5 separate regions of the Mus musculus genome follow, and regions 1, 2, 4 and 5 are each linked to region 3. Evidence: chromatin contacts called from public ChIA-PET, HiChIP or PLAC-seq, Micro-C and promoter capture Hi-C data. All regions are on one chromosome and are shown on one strand. The core of a region is the stretch at or near the end of the contact, and the rest is flanking DNA. Distances in the headings are between cores, read along the strand shown.

Evidence for each region. Promoter capture Hi-C pulls out the DNA fragments that hold promoters and counts their contacts. Hi-C and Micro-C count contacts between places; a contact is called where the count stands out from the background. ChIA-PET counts read pairs in DNA pulled down with a chosen protein or histone mark. HiChIP or PLAC-seq counts read pairs in DNA pulled down with a chosen protein or histone mark.
Region 1: a contact with region 3 is called in an RNA polymerase II ChIA-PET map of memory CD8 T cells, with 8 read pairs. The contact joins the promoter of Smarcd2 here to the promoter of Bptf in region 3. A contact is called at or near these places in 1 of 115 datasets of contacts at active chromatin or transcription factors (memory CD8 T cells) and 1 of 9 other capture datasets (liver).
Region 2: a contact with region 3 is called in a Micro-C map of embryonic stem cells, with 2.0 times the contacts expected there. The contact joins the promoter of Tex2 here to the promoter of Bptf in region 3. A contact is called at or near these places in 1 of 484 Hi-C or Micro-C datasets (embryonic stem cells) and 2 of 115 datasets of contacts at active chromatin or transcription factors (memory CD8 T cells and pancreatic cancer cells).
Region 4: a contact with region 3 is called in a promoter capture Hi-C map of neural stem cells. The contact joins the promoter of Ddx42 here to the promoter of Bptf in region 3. A contact is called at or near these places in 1 of 39 promoter capture datasets (neural stem cells), 2 of 115 datasets of contacts at active chromatin or transcription factors (memory CD8 T cells and thymic regulatory T cells) and 1 of 9 other capture datasets (liver).
Region 5: a contact with region 3 is called in a FOXA1 HiChIP or PLAC-seq map of pancreatic cancer cells. The contact joins the promoter of Ern1 here to the promoter of Bptf in region 3. A contact is called at or near these places in 2 of 115 datasets of contacts at active chromatin or transcription factors (memory CD8 T cells and pancreatic cancer cells).

Annotation. Positions count from the first base shown.
Region 1 is chr11:106,271,524-106,274,223 of GRCm38.p6, reverse strand. Smarcd2 (SWI/SNF related, matrix associated, actin dependent regulator of chromatin, subfamily d, member 2) reads left to right here and starts at 1,252. Exons shown (of 13, transcript NM_001130187.1): 1 at 1,252-1,731. The coding sequence starts at 1,516. It also overlaps a transcript of Tcam1 not described here.
Region 2 is chr11:106,611,654-106,614,353 of GRCm38.p6, reverse strand. It overlaps Tex2 (testis expressed gene 2), which reads left to right and starts at 1,424. Exons shown (of 12, transcript NM_198292.3): 1 at 1,424-1,496.
Region 3 is chr11:107,130,768-107,133,467 of GRCm38.p6, reverse strand. It overlaps Bptf (bromodomain PHD finger transcription factor), which reads left to right and starts at 1,321. Exons shown (of 28, transcript NM_176850.3): 1 at 1,321-2,194. The coding sequence starts at 1,546.
Region 4 is chr11:106,215,546-106,218,245 of GRCm38.p6, reverse strand. It overlaps Ddx42 (DEAD box helicase 42), which reads right to left and starts at 1,320. Exons shown (of 18, transcript NM_028074.4): 1 at 1,090-1,320. Ccdc47 (coiled-coil domain containing 47) reads left to right here and starts at 1,879. Exons shown (of 13, transcript NM_026009.2): 1 at 1,879-2,097.
Region 5 is chr11:106,486,375-106,489,074 of GRCm38.p6, reverse strand. Ern1 (endoplasmic reticulum (ER) to nucleus signalling 1) reads left to right here and starts at 1,279. Exons shown (of 22, transcript NM_023913.2): 1 at 1,279-1,458. The coding sequence starts at 1,399.

The DNA.
Region 1 (2,700 bases), core at 3-2,502, 860 kb after region 3:
TTTCATTGAACCATAAACCACATTTTAACAAAAAGCTCGGCTTTCTTCTGATATAGGGTCTCCTGTAGAATCAACTGGTGATGCAGCTGAGAACCATCCTGAACTTCTGGCCCACCTGCCTCCTCCTGTGTGCTGGGATTTTGAGGATGCACCACCATGTAGTTGATGCAGTCTGGGGTTCAAGCCCAGGGCTTTGTGCACGCTATAACCTGAGTTACACCCCCAACCTGATTCTGAGGATTTTCAGTGCCTAGTTAAGTAGCACTATTCTATACCGTGGGTAGGAGATACCACATTGACAGAGGGTAGGTCTATAACATAGCCGAAGCCAGTGGTTTCTGAAAAGGTTCTCAACTTTTCTTTTCTTTTTTGGTTTTTCGAGACGGGGTTTCTCTGTGTAGTCCTGACTGTCCTAAAACTCACTTTGTAGACCAGGCTGGCCTTGAACTCAGAAATCCACCTGCCTCCGCCTCCCAAGTGCTGGGATTAAAGGCGTTTGCCACCACGCCCGGCTGATTCTCAACTTTTCAAAACTAAGTCCTATACAAACTGGATAAAACTTATTTCAGTACCTGGAGTTCTCTCAGCATGCAAAATCCCTTCACCTAAAAACATTTTCTGCGAATTACCAGGCTTCCTTAAAGAAAGGCACGGGCAAGTTAGTGCAGTTAAGTACTCGGAGTTGGGCCAAGCCAAGCTTTCACTCAGCTGGGTCACGTCTGGGGCCGCCCATGTCCTTGGAAGCGCGGAGCAACCAATACAGGCTTCTGGGGGTAGATGGGTGGGTGGGTGTGGGGTGCCTTATGCCACCGGCCCCGAGATGGGCTCTTAAAAAGTGGTTGGCGGCTTTCCCGCCGCGGATCGCTTATTTTTAAGGCTTGAAGACGCAGAATTGACGGAACTGTTTTGGATGGGCCATATCGGGGATCTCGCCGAGGCAGCAGCACTACGGAGCAAACAGCAAACACCTAACAGTTCGGACGGCCCTACGCGACCTTCGAACTCTGACCCCACGCCTTTCTCCTCCGCGCTTCCGCGTGCAGCTTCCGCTCCCGCTCCTCCGGGAAAAGGCCGCCTCCCCCAAGGGCGGGGCTCTAAGGCCGTCAGTTATGGGAGGTGCTGGTTTGAGGCGGGTCTCGCGAGGGCGGGATTTAAAGAGGCATTCTCGATTGGGTTGCCGGGCAGGGGCGGGGCCTGCAGGGTCTAGGTTGGGCGGGGCTGGGAGTTCGTAACCGCCTCTGGGTAACTGGACTCCGGCGATCAAACCTCCGGAGGCCGGGAGAGGCCTGCGGGCTCGCGGCACATCCCGGATCTGGAGTATCCCTGGCAGGAGCGGAGTCAGAGGGGCCGCGGGATCCTAAAGCCGGGCTGCAAAGAACTTGCGAACTTGGAGTAGAAGATCCCGGAACCCGGTAGTAAAATCGGGAAGTCCCGGATCGCGGAACGTAGCTCGCGGAGCGGACTCAACACGGAGACCGGAGGCCGGATCGCTGCACCGCGGGACGGGACAGAGTGATGTCCGGCCGTGGCGCGGGCGGGTTCCCGCTGCCTCCGCTGAGCCCCGGCGGCGGCGCCGTTGCCGCGGCCCTTGGTGCGCCGCCTCCGCCTGCGGGACCCGGAATGCTGCCCAGCCCGGCGCTCAGGGGCCCGGGGCCTTCTGGAGGCATGGGGGTACCGGGGGCCGCCGCCTTCCGCCCCATGGGCCCCGCTGGCCCCGCGGCGCAGTACCAGGTGAGGAGGGCAGGCGAGCGGCGCCGCGAGGGCGCTGTGTCGGTCTCCCTGGGGCCTCAGGTGAGGACAGGCGGCCCAGGGGACACTGCAGGAGGAACTGTCGAGGGCTGGTGGCGGGCAGGCCAGAGTCCCTTGGTTAGTGGCTCGGGGTTGGAGGCAGTGTTGGGGAAAGGGTGAAAGCCCTCTGCGGTGGAGGGCTTGAGCAGTTAGAGGAGTCCCGGGGCTTCTTGGCTCCGAGTAACTTAGAGATGGAGGCTTCGTGAGATCTAGAGAATTGTGGGCAATCAGGTTGAAAGTGTAAGACAGGTCCCGGAGTGGAGGTGAGGGAGTGACCCGGGATGTGGTGAGGAAAATTTGGAAGAGGGTCGTTAGTGAGAAAACAGGGTTACTCTTTCTTTGGCCTCGGTCCCACTGCATCTCTGCCTTGGCTTTCTTTCTTTCTTTTTTTTTTTTTTTTTCTTCCTAGTTGGGAACTGGCAGAGCGTTAGTATGTCTGAGATGGCTCCCAGCTGCTCAAGTTGAGGAGGAAGGAAGCCAGGCTTCCTACGAAATGGGAGACTAAAGAGATTGGGCCCAGATAACTCCAGGATAGATTAGAAATAGCTGTGTCCAGGTCTGAAGAAGGCCCGATCCCATTAACAGACCATTCAAGATATCCTCTGTACGGGGCTTTCCTTCTTGATGCCAGTGTCCAGTAAAGTTTGGAGGAGCAGGGAGGCTTTGTGGAGTCCTGCTGGTCTTGGGCTGCACAGGGTACTGCCCTGACCCTTCTGTCTTGGCAGAGAGCTGTCTCAGGTTGCAGCATCAAAGGCCATTGACAAGCAGAGACAGGACCCGTGGTCAGTGCATTGGGAACTCAGCCTGATTCTGCATGTGGCGCTCCTCATTCCCCAGAGCTCTGGTTCAAGTGGCTCCAGAATGTTTGGGAATTTTGTTTTGCTTTTGCATTTTGGTGCTGAGCATGGAATC
Region 2 (2,700 bases), core at 175-2,674, 520 kb after region 3:
TCTAGGTTTACTGACTAGCAAGTCTCCCAAACATATCATGGATTTTGATTGTACAGAGGAATCTAGCTTTATTTTCCGCCGGTTGAGTTTTAATTTCACAGCAATGAGAGACTCGAAAGAGTATGGCCCCTAGCCGGGCGTGGTGGCGCACGCCTTTAATCCCAGCACTTGGGAGGCAGAGGCAGGCGGATTTCTGAGTTTGAGGCCAGCCTGGTCTACAGAGTGCGTTCCAGGACAGCCAGGGCTACACAGAGAAACCCTGTCTTGAAAAACCAAAAAAAAAAAAAAAAAGCATGCCCCCCCAGAGCGCCCCCTACTGGAATCTCCTGGGGAAAGAATGTTGAAAAATAAACGGCCCAGACCCAGTCATTGCAAAGTTGAGACATGCTAGAGTCCTCTGGGATGGGCTGATGCTGAAGTTTGGGACCCACTCATTTAGAAGGCAAAGTTGATAAGCAAAGACACTCTCACAACCTGCCCCTGTGCTATGAGGGACCTGCGGGACCTGCCTACCCTCTGCCCCCTCCACCCCTCCCTTTACCCTGTAAGGAACTGATGGGTGTAAAAATAGCCTCCACCATTCCAAGCACATTTTAAGCGAGAACTCATTTTTAAAAGTCACCTTCCTTTATCTGGGCCCTAGACACGATCCCTCTAAGGTAAACTTATGTTATCCAGGTGTAGTGGTGTATGCCTATAGTCATAGCGGTAGAGGCAGAGGCAGGAGGCTAAGAGTTCAAGGCTATCTTCAGCTACATATCAATTCTGAAAACAGCCTAGTCTACAGGAGACCCTGTATTAAAAAAAAACCCAAGATCATAATATATGATATATTTACGTCACACGAATTCTAGGCGCTAATTCTACTAATCAGTTTGCGATTGGTTGTTACGGTCAGGTGTGGAGGAGGAGCTCAGACATCCAGTTTCTGGAACTAGCAGGGATTGATAAAGTCCGACGTCCTCCTAAGACCTCTGTTCCTAAGAATCTGCCTAGCCAGACAGTTTCCCTCACGGCTTGGAGGCACTTGTTGCTAAATTGCAGGAAGAGGAAATTAAGAAATGCAAAGAGCTGGGGAAAGCGCCTCAGTTTCAATTGGGAGAGTGCAACGCTCGCTCCTCCCACTGGGATTCTGCCAGGTAACCCGCAGTTTTTCGCGGCCTCCCCTTCTTTCCAGTCCGCAGCGCCGCAGCCCCTTTAACAGCCCTGACCGATCGCTGGCCGATCCTCCAGGCCCGTCGCGGGCGCGCGGCACTGGCTGGATTGGTCATGTCTGGTGCGCGGCTGGCCCCGCCCCCTCCGCCCTGTGGTTGGGCGGTGGGGGCCGCGGCCGCGGGGCGGGTCCGCCGGCGGGGCGGGACGGCCGGTGCCCGGGGGCGGGCGGGCAGCAGCACGGCGGCCCCAGCCAGAGCCGGAGCTGGAGCTGGAGCAGGAGCCGCGGCGGCCGCCAAGTACGGGCGCCGGTGTAGTAGGATGAGGCAGCCAGCGGATCCGGGGTGAGCGCGCTCCGGGCCAGGTGGGGCGACGGGCGGAGCAGGCCCTGACTGGGTGGCCCGGCTACGGGACACCGGCAGCTCCCGCAGCCGTTGGCGCAGCGGGGCTCGGTCCCTTCCACACTACCAGGGCTCGGGACGCCGGCATGGGTGGCCCCGGGAGAGACCTTCCCTGCTTGGGGGCCGGGCAGGGCGGAGTCGCCCCGGGGCGGGAGGTGCAAGCCGTCAGGTCCCAGCCTAGCGTCCGCGGCTCGGTGTGGGTCCGGGAAAGCAGCATTCACACGCTCGTTGAAGGAAAACACTTGTCACCTCTGTGCGTGGGGCCCTTGCCGTCCTCCGCCCCCTGGGCCACCGTGGGAGAAGCTTGGGAATGGAGGAGCGCGGTTACTTTTGCGCGAATCTGTCAGTGGCTGTCGGCGCCTCGCTTGTTTTTCTCCCAACTCCTGGCGGACACCGGGGACCGAGGGGTGGCTTGTGTGCTTTCAAAGGGAGGTGGCGGCGTACCAAAAACCGGGGAGATCGGAAGGTTAACAAGTGACATTGGGCTGAGGCCTAACGCTAGCTGCCCCGCTGGGAGCATGGAGATGACGGTGGTGGAGACCGGGGGACCGATGCAGGGACAGGAGCTGCCGGCTCCATTGCACCACATGCCACTCCGGAGTGCCGACTCTACGCGCGGGAGTTGGTGCAAGGGAGTTTTTCCCCCACTGAAAAACGATTTTTGGAAAACTTAGCCCCTCAGTGGGTTGATGGTTACCTAAACCATCAGTTGTTATGGTTACACGGCATCAAATTTAAGGGCAAAGTCTGTTAAACACCCTCGCTCTTTTTTTTCCCCTTAGAGCTAAGGAGTACTTACTTTGTCATTAGATTTCATAGATGAGGAGGACATATTTTTTTAGAGTTAAAGGAAAAGTGTGACAACCTGAAGACACAGGTTGTGTCCTGTTCCGGTGTGAGGTCCAAATGTCTTGACACCATTGCTCAATTGAGAGGAATTGTCTTTTCAGGAGCTAGATTAAATCCAAAGAGAAAGTGAATTGTATGTGGAAAATAACAAGGGAAACTGAGGGACAAGTGATCTCTGGCGCTTGGGGAAGGGAGTTTGAAGGGTCTGGATTTATTGGCCGGTGAGAAACGTTTCTGTTAGCTTTTCCCAACCCTTAAATGGTTTCAGTATCTTTTCAGAGTCTTCCAAACAGATAAA
Region 3 (2,700 bases), core at 72-2,571:
GCTGGTGGATCTCTACTAGGAGCTGGAGGGCAGCCTGGTCTACATAGTGATTTCCAGGCTATCCAGGGCCTTACAGCGAGACCTTGCCCTAATAAAACAAAATAAAACACCCACTATCACCAAGGAATATCAGAAGATCTGCTTATTTGGGCCTGCATTGCTATAGCTGCAGCCTTTGTTTACCCAAGAACTCTTGTGGCTTACTTTCTTTCCTTTGGTGTCTTATGAGGTCCCTGTGGGTAAGTTTACCACTCTCAGAGATCAACCAAAGTGAATACATAATAACTTAGTTGGCAATTAGTAATTTTCACTTCATTTCTATTCACCGAACTATATTGTAATAAGTCAGTTAGTTAGTGGGCTGAATCCTATTAACGATTTTTCTTCAAATTACTTTTTCTGTTCTCACATCTATTAATAATCACTCATATAGGTTCCTTAAACCTTTCTTTTCTTTCCAGAGTCCACCCCGAGGACCCTGTGTTGAGCCACCTCAATTTAGCAACATTTGGTGCATGTGCCTGCGATTTCACTTTAGTGACTAGCACCCTAGGTCAAACCAAGACTGGTAATTTGTCAGGTAGACATTATTTCCAGGTAACACAAACACATAACTTTGTGAAGCCAATTCTAGACAGGACGCCATCCTTCCTATCCTTAAGTTCTGGCTGAGGTGTGGAAGTTCGTAGCTGGGAAGAGAGAAAGGTGCCTGGAGGCCGCTAGGAACCACGCTCTGGAATTTAACCCCGGGCTCTGAGGGTGGGAACTCAGGAAAGTCAGTGAAACCACGCTGGGGGTGTGGCTCCCAGCGTGCATTCCTGGAACAACTTCAGGACCCTCTAGATCCAAGCCTTTGGGAGCTCTCTATTGGGACTGACTTAGCTCCAGCTCCTGTACCTGCGTGGGTGGCTTTGCGTAGTGACTGCCCCCAGTCTGTAAGTCGTGCCTCTACGCGAGACGCCCCTCTCCCCTTTTTTTGCATTAGTTTCCCAAAAGGACCGGCGACTTGGGAGGAAAATTCCCTGTTTTCCGGCCCCGGTTTGGGAGACACGCATTGAGGTCTCCCTAAGACCTCAGCTGAGGGGGAGGTGGTCTCCCAGGAGGAGACCCCAGCCTGGGGGGACACCCCACGCTACCCATCTCGCTCCTGCGCCGCCGCCGTGCAGCCGCGCAGGGGCGCTCCGGGGCCTCCCCGCCCCCGCCGCGCCGCTCCCGCGCTCCCCCTAGCGGCCGCCGCGCCGCCTCGCTCTGTCCCAGGCTCGTCGGGCGGCGCAGCTCACGTGACCGCGCTCCGGGCCTGCGGCCGCTGTCGGTTCCCCCAGTCACCGAGCGAGAGGGAAGAAACAAGATGGCGGCTGCAGGCGATCCGGAGCGGGGCCCCGGCAATTCGGACTGAGCCTTCTCCCTCCACCCCGCCGCTGCCGGGCCGCGCCCCTCCCGCCCGGACCCCGGCGCCCTCCCCTCCCCCTCGGCCCCGGCGCCCCCCGCGCCCCTCCCCCACCCCTTCCGCTCCCCCCCCACCCCCCCGCAAGCCGCGGCTCCGACATGAGGGGCCGGCGGGGCAGGCCGCCCAAGCAGCCCGCGGCTCCTGCTGCGGAGCGCTGCGCCCCGGCCCCGCCGCCGCCGCCGCCGCCGCCACCACCGCCGCCGCCACCGCCGCCGCCGCCGCCGCCCGCCTCCGGACCCATAGGGGGGCTGCGCTCGCGGCACCGCGGCAGCAGTCGGGGCAGGTGGGCCGCCGCCCAGGCTGAGGTGGCGCCCAAGACCCGGTTGAGCTCGCCCAGGGGGGGCGGCCGCAGGAAACAGCCGCCACCGCCACCGCCGGCCTCCGGCAGCAGCGCCAGCGGCCCGGGCCGGGGGGGCCGAGGAGGCGGGGGCGGCAGGACGGGGGGCGGGGGCGGCCACCTGGCCCGGACCACCCCGGCCCGCCGCGCCGTCAACAAAGTGGTGTACGATGACCACGAGAGTGACGACGACGACGAGGAGGAGGACATGGTCTCGGAGGAGGACGAGGAGGAGGAGGAGGATGGCGACGCCGAGGAGACCCAGGATTCCGAGGACGAGGAGGAAGATGACATGGAAGAAGACGACGATGACTCCGATTATCCGGAGGAGATGGAAGACGACGACGACGACGCTAGTTACTGCACGGAAAGCAGCTTCAGGAGCCATAGTACATACAGCAGCACTCCAGGTAACCACCCAGGCCGCCGGGAGACTCCTTCCCCACCTCCTCCCTCCCCCTGGCTTGCTCCCTCTCCAGTGCAGTGCATCCTGCTTCCTAGCTCCCCCCCCCCTTCCCGGCCTGTCCCCCACGCGGAGGCCACGGCGCGTCTAGTGACAAAAAAAAAAAAAAAAAAAGAAAAAAAAGACAAAAACAAAACTAGATTTGCAAGAGGAAAGAGGCGCATTGTTCAAAATGGAGATTGCATTGTTGCAGTTTGCAGGCCACAGACTCGTTCGCTCTTCTCCCCCCTCCCTCTTTATCCCCTTCAAAATTTGTGCCAAGTGCGGTGGCTCCACCAGGCAGGATTGAAACTTTGGCACACAAGTATCCATTGAGTTCGTCTTTCTCCCCTTGTTTTGGTACGAGTATTTTATTTATTTATTTTGCGATGAAAGAAGCCTCCTGCTTTGCAAACCGTTGCATGTCTAATACGTTTTGTTTTAGATTTAAAAGAAAAATTATCTGTTCCTTAA
Region 4 (2,700 bases), core at 71-2,570, 920 kb after region 3:
GAACAGGCACAGAGGCAAGGCAATAACAATTTTATTTTTAAATGAATCACTGCAATTCTCCTTCTAGGTAAAGTAAAATAACATTTTCGCCCTGGAAGAATAAATTTTTATATCAGACTTACTGTTCACTTCCCACCTGTCAGAACAGGATTGGACTCTACAAAGTTTAAACGAATTAAGACATAACCTACCACCCACGACGGGTGGTGATGCACGCCTTTAATCCCAGCACTTGGGAGGCAGAGGCAGGTGGATCTCTGAGTTCGAGGCCAGCCTGGTCTATAGAGTGAATTCCAGGACAGCCAGGGCTACAGAGAAACCCTGTCTCGAAGGAAGAAAAAAAAGAAAAAGAAAAAGACATAATATCTACTCTACTTAATAATTGTTCAGCTTAATAGCTGTTCAGGTATGTGTAGGAGACAATACAGAAATAACACTTGCAAATAGTAACAACAACAACAACACAGTAGGAAAGCCACAAAACCACAGCCTAAAGGGGTAGGGGTGAAAAGGGAAAAAGCTAAGATGACAGAAAAGTTTATATATGCTTCCAAACTTGACTAGTATAATTTTTTCCTTACGATTCTGATACAGGTTTTCAACCCATATATATTATTCAAATCAGGTAGGCTCAAGTAGGCCGCAAAAAGTTTGTAACTATGGTGATGATGTTAATCATGATCTACTCAAGGTTTCACAAAGATCAATGACTATCACAGCCTTCTAATCTGTCAACCTCCGCTACCGAGACCCTCCCCGCCTCCATTTGTGGGTCCGCAATCCCCAACAGCTACCTACAAGGATCAATACTCCTCCACTGGCTCTCACAGCTTCGGAGCCCAGCACCCTGAAAAATCCCTTCCTGGAGCCCATCAAGCACCGCCTCCGGAAAGCCGCCAAGTGGGCCTCGTTAAGACGTGCAAGGAGCAGAGCCGTGGGAAGGCAACGTAGCTCCAGAGGGCCACCTCGGGGCTCCAGATCGCGTACCCATCCCTGCCCGGACCCCCGCAGCCACCCGGGTCCCCAGGCTCTGCCGATTCTTTGTTAAACGAGGCCGAGGTTCCTCCGCCCTCGCCAGGCCCCAGTTACCTCTCGTGTCCCCCGGGCTAGCGGCACTGCGTCTGGCGAGCCCTTCACCCAAACCCGCTGCCGCGGCTGCAGACGCAGTTGCTACTCCAGTCGGCGCGAAAGAACCCCCGCGGCCCTGCGTACGCGCGGTGCGGGACCGCGTCCAGCCGCGCTCTTCCTCCGCCCCCTTCGCCGCCGCCTCACGGCCCGTTGCTGACTGGGGGTAGGGTGGGGGGAGCGTCTGACATGCGCGCTAAGTAGAGCGCGAGCCGAAGGGTGGGGCTGGGGCTACGGCTGCCGAAAGGCGCCAATTAATGCCGCTCTTCCGATTCCGGAACGCAACATAACTACGTCACACACCCCGGACGGGAATCTGGTCCTGGGTGAGGATTGTGTCTGGGTCGTGTAGTGAGGGAGTCTGCAATGAAGAGAGCCGCGGCGATGGGGAACCGCCCGAAAAACTCAAGGTAATAAGGTGTTGATTGGAAACTTCATTTACATAAGAATGTCCACCTTCCCTTAGCTCTTGTCCCTTGCCAAAAACCAAAGCAACACAAAAAACCCACGACTCGGGCAACATTTCCCTTCATGCCTCTGTCCACATGGCCCCATAGACTATGGCCACCTTTAGCTTCCGGAGCATCCGATCAAAGTGACGTCTACCCGACGGACGGAACCCTACGGGAGAAACGCAGCCTCCGCTAGTTAGAGCACTTGTAGCCCAGGGGACGCTGGGGGTTACGTAATTTTCCCAGCAGCCCTAGCTCGCCTTGCGCGGATGTCCTGAAGGCCGCGCCCCGCCCCCACCCCGCGCGCAGGCGCAAACTAGCTGTACGCATTCTACGTAACGGACGGCTGAAGCTACGTGAAGAGTAGGGTGCCGTGACTGAGCTACCTGTTCTGGGCTGTTCAGTGACATCGCGGCCCGCAGATTATCTTTGCGACCTGAAGACAGAAACCAGACAAAGGCAGGCTGGTTGGAGGTAGTGGCCTCAGGAGCCCCGGGCCCGGTTGCAGCCTCGGGTGCAGGTAGGTAGCGGGGCCATGACATTCCAGTCGGTGTGACCGTGCCAGGCCGAGCGGTGACTAAGTTGCATGGCCGCAGAGCCAGGTACTGTTTCCCTCCTAACCAACCCTTTAAGTCCGGCCGGTGGTGACATGCATCAATACCCTCAACTTATCTTTCCAGAATTAAAAGAAAAAAAAAAAGACTAAACCTCTGTCCATCCTTTTCTGCTCCATTTTATGTTGGGCTTTAGGAAGATTTGGGGGAAGGTTTCGAGTAGATCCCAACCAACAGGACAAAATCTGAGAAAATATCTGGTGTGTAGCCAGAAGAATAAAAGAGCATCGAACTAGGCTTCTCCGTGGTGGACCTAGGACTAGACACTAGAAGTTTCACGGAAGCAACCGCTTCTAGAGTCGACCTTACCCGAAGGTTTCTAACATGCAAGTTATTTGTAACCAACACTTTACTTTGTAAGGTGACAGTAATGTCTACATCATTTCTAGAAATTTCATCATTTTGACTGATGCCACAGAGGCCTGGGAGGACAAGCAATGATTGCTACATATACTCCTTTTTACTGAGAGAGCTTGCGGAAGATAATCAAGATGGGTGTGTTAATGTTG
Region 5 (2,700 bases), core at 30-2,529, 640 kb after region 3:
TACTACCTCTTTGCGGTTTTTTCCCCCCCTAGGATAACCTTTTCTCTTCAAAAACCTGAAAATTCCAACGGGCTGTCAAAGGAGCAAGCCAGGGGAAACAGAGAATTTGCTCCGGTTCTCCCGTGGCCCCACATAATCTGGGTTGGCTTCAAACTCACTAGGTAGCCAAGGATTACTTAGAACTTCGGATCCTGTCTCCACCCCCAGGGTGCTGGGATTTCAGGTGTGAGGCAACACATCCAATATTGGGAGGGCTGGAGATGTAGCCCAGTACCTCTCTCGCAGACTATGCAAGTGCTGTACCAACAGAACTACACTCCCAGCAACTCCCTTTTTCTACTAGAATAATAAGCTACTTTTTCCTTGAGCACTGAATGTTTTGTCTTTCCTATTATAAACAAGTTCTCCCTCTTCCAACTCAGAGGAGGGCAGCTTGGGACCCAGTGACCAAACAACTTATTGGGCTCATTAGTTCTGATTAATAATCCACACCCTTAAATAGACCTTGGAGTCCTCAGCCCACCTCCAAAGAGTTGTGACACATGTCCTCTCAAGCTTCACCAGGCCACATCTACAAAGGTCACATAAACACATGTGACACGAGAGGCCCGCATGATTTCCTTATAATTTTTGGTGAATGAGTTGGCTGTTGTTCATCCCGAGAGGAACGGATGGCTGCTGGACATGACTTTCGGGGAATTCCTGAGGGGCAAGGCTAGGGAAGAAAGGGGCCTTCGGGCTGGATGAGGCACAGCTGGAGGACCCTCGTCAGTGAACTCTAAGGCTGCGTCTCAGGGTCGAATTTCCGCCAGCTGCTGAAACCCTTGCTCTGCTCTAGAGGTCGCTTAGACAACCCTTGTAAGTGGTGGCCGGCAGCAGGGAGACGGAGGGTTGTGGGCAAGCCTGGCGCCTCGGGTTCTTCATCGGGCGAGTGGGACTTCCTGTGGGGCAACATGTCATTTTCCCTTGGCTTGCGAACAAGCTTCTTCATTCAGAAGCACAGCGTCCACAAATACCCAAAGCCAAGAGTTGGTCTTCGGCTTCTAGCGCCCAGGATAGGAGGCAGCTAGAAGCTAGCACCGCGTTGGCCTCTAACCCCACCCTCCCACTCTTACCACGCCCACAAAACAACATAGGCTCCTCCCCATCCAGGCAGTGACTCCGCCTCTCACAGCCCCCGCCCCCGGGACCGCCCTAAAGCCCGCCCCGACCGGAAGAAGCCGGGACACAAGGCACTTATAGGGCTGGGAATGGGGGTGTCGCCGCCGCCCAGTCAGCTCCGTGTCCACCGATCCTCCGCCGGTGCCGCGCTGTCGTTGCGGCGCCCCCGTCCAGCCCTCTGTTCGCGCGGGCTCCAGAACCGGCCGGCGGGGCCCGGAGTCAGGGCCACGTCCTGCCATGCCGGCCCGGTGGCTGTTGCTCCTGCTGGCGCTGCTGCTACCGCCGCCCGGCCCCGGGGTGAGTAACCAGGGGAGTGCGGTGCGGGGACGGGCCGGCTCGCGGCCAGAGGAGAGTCGCGCGGTGGCGGGGGCTGGCGTCCGAGCCGGGCCGCAGCGGCGGGAGGCCCGGCGCCTGGGCTGAGGCAGCTGCGGGAGGCTTGGCGGTGGGAGCTGCGTCGGCCGGCCACACACTGGCGTCCGCCTCCGGAGGCGCCTCCGGGGCCAGCGCGGCCGAGGCAGACCGCGAGCGGCTCCACGGCCCGGGACGCGCGCGACTCGGAGCTGTCTCCCAAAGGCCGGGCCCTGGGCGCGCTGCCCACCTGCCCCGCGGTCTCCACAGGTGGGCGCCCGCACTGCCGCCGTGGCCGCGGATGGACACCCGAAGCCGGGGGAAGCGGGTGGTGGACTGGAGTTTTGAGTCTTTACTCGAAAGTTTTTTGTTTTGTTTTGTTTTTAAATGAGACTTTGGAAAGCGTTTGAAGCCGGGAATGGGCACGGCGTTTTTAGCCAGCCGCCGCTGGTTTCTGCCTACCTGACCCGAAGGTTTCTTTGTATTCGGAGGCAGGGGGCTTCCTACTAGTAATTTTGCTAGACAGTGAAGGTGTCATTAAACAAGTTAAGCTGTGGGCATTGGATCCTTTTAAAGACCCGGTGTGTGGGCCAGAGTTGTACTGCAAAACTTAAAGCTGTCTCACGTGCGGGGCCGTCAGAAACGTCTTCGCTTTTTTTTTTTTTTTTTTTGAGAAGAATATCGGTTTATATTTATTTAACTCTTTATCCACTCAGGATTTGAACACTTTGGCTAAAGAGGACATTTTGTAGGCGGACATGGCTATTTTCATCTTCTGGTTGGAAGAACTGGGGGCTTTAAAATTTTTTTAAAATGCACTTTTCAGGATGTGGGCATGGTACACTTGTGCTGGTTCTATTTAATGACCTCTTTGAAGGTACCGTGTTCCCTTTAATATGGCATATCATGTACCAGGTGTCCTGGTGGAAGACTGACATGTGTGGAGACCCGCGGGCCAGCCGCGGCCAACTCTTTGAACTCTTATGCCTTGTAGGTAAATAATTGTCTGTGCTCTCAGAATAACAAATTAGAATTTAGAGACTACTGAAGTATTAAAGAAGGTCTACTTTTTCAAATTCAAGTTGGTTTGTTTTTTTCCAAACGGAAATTTATATGCGTTTTCTTCATGGTAGACCCTAGGTGTTTTTTGTTTTTTTGTTTTTGTTTTGTTTTCTTCTTCTTCTCCTAATT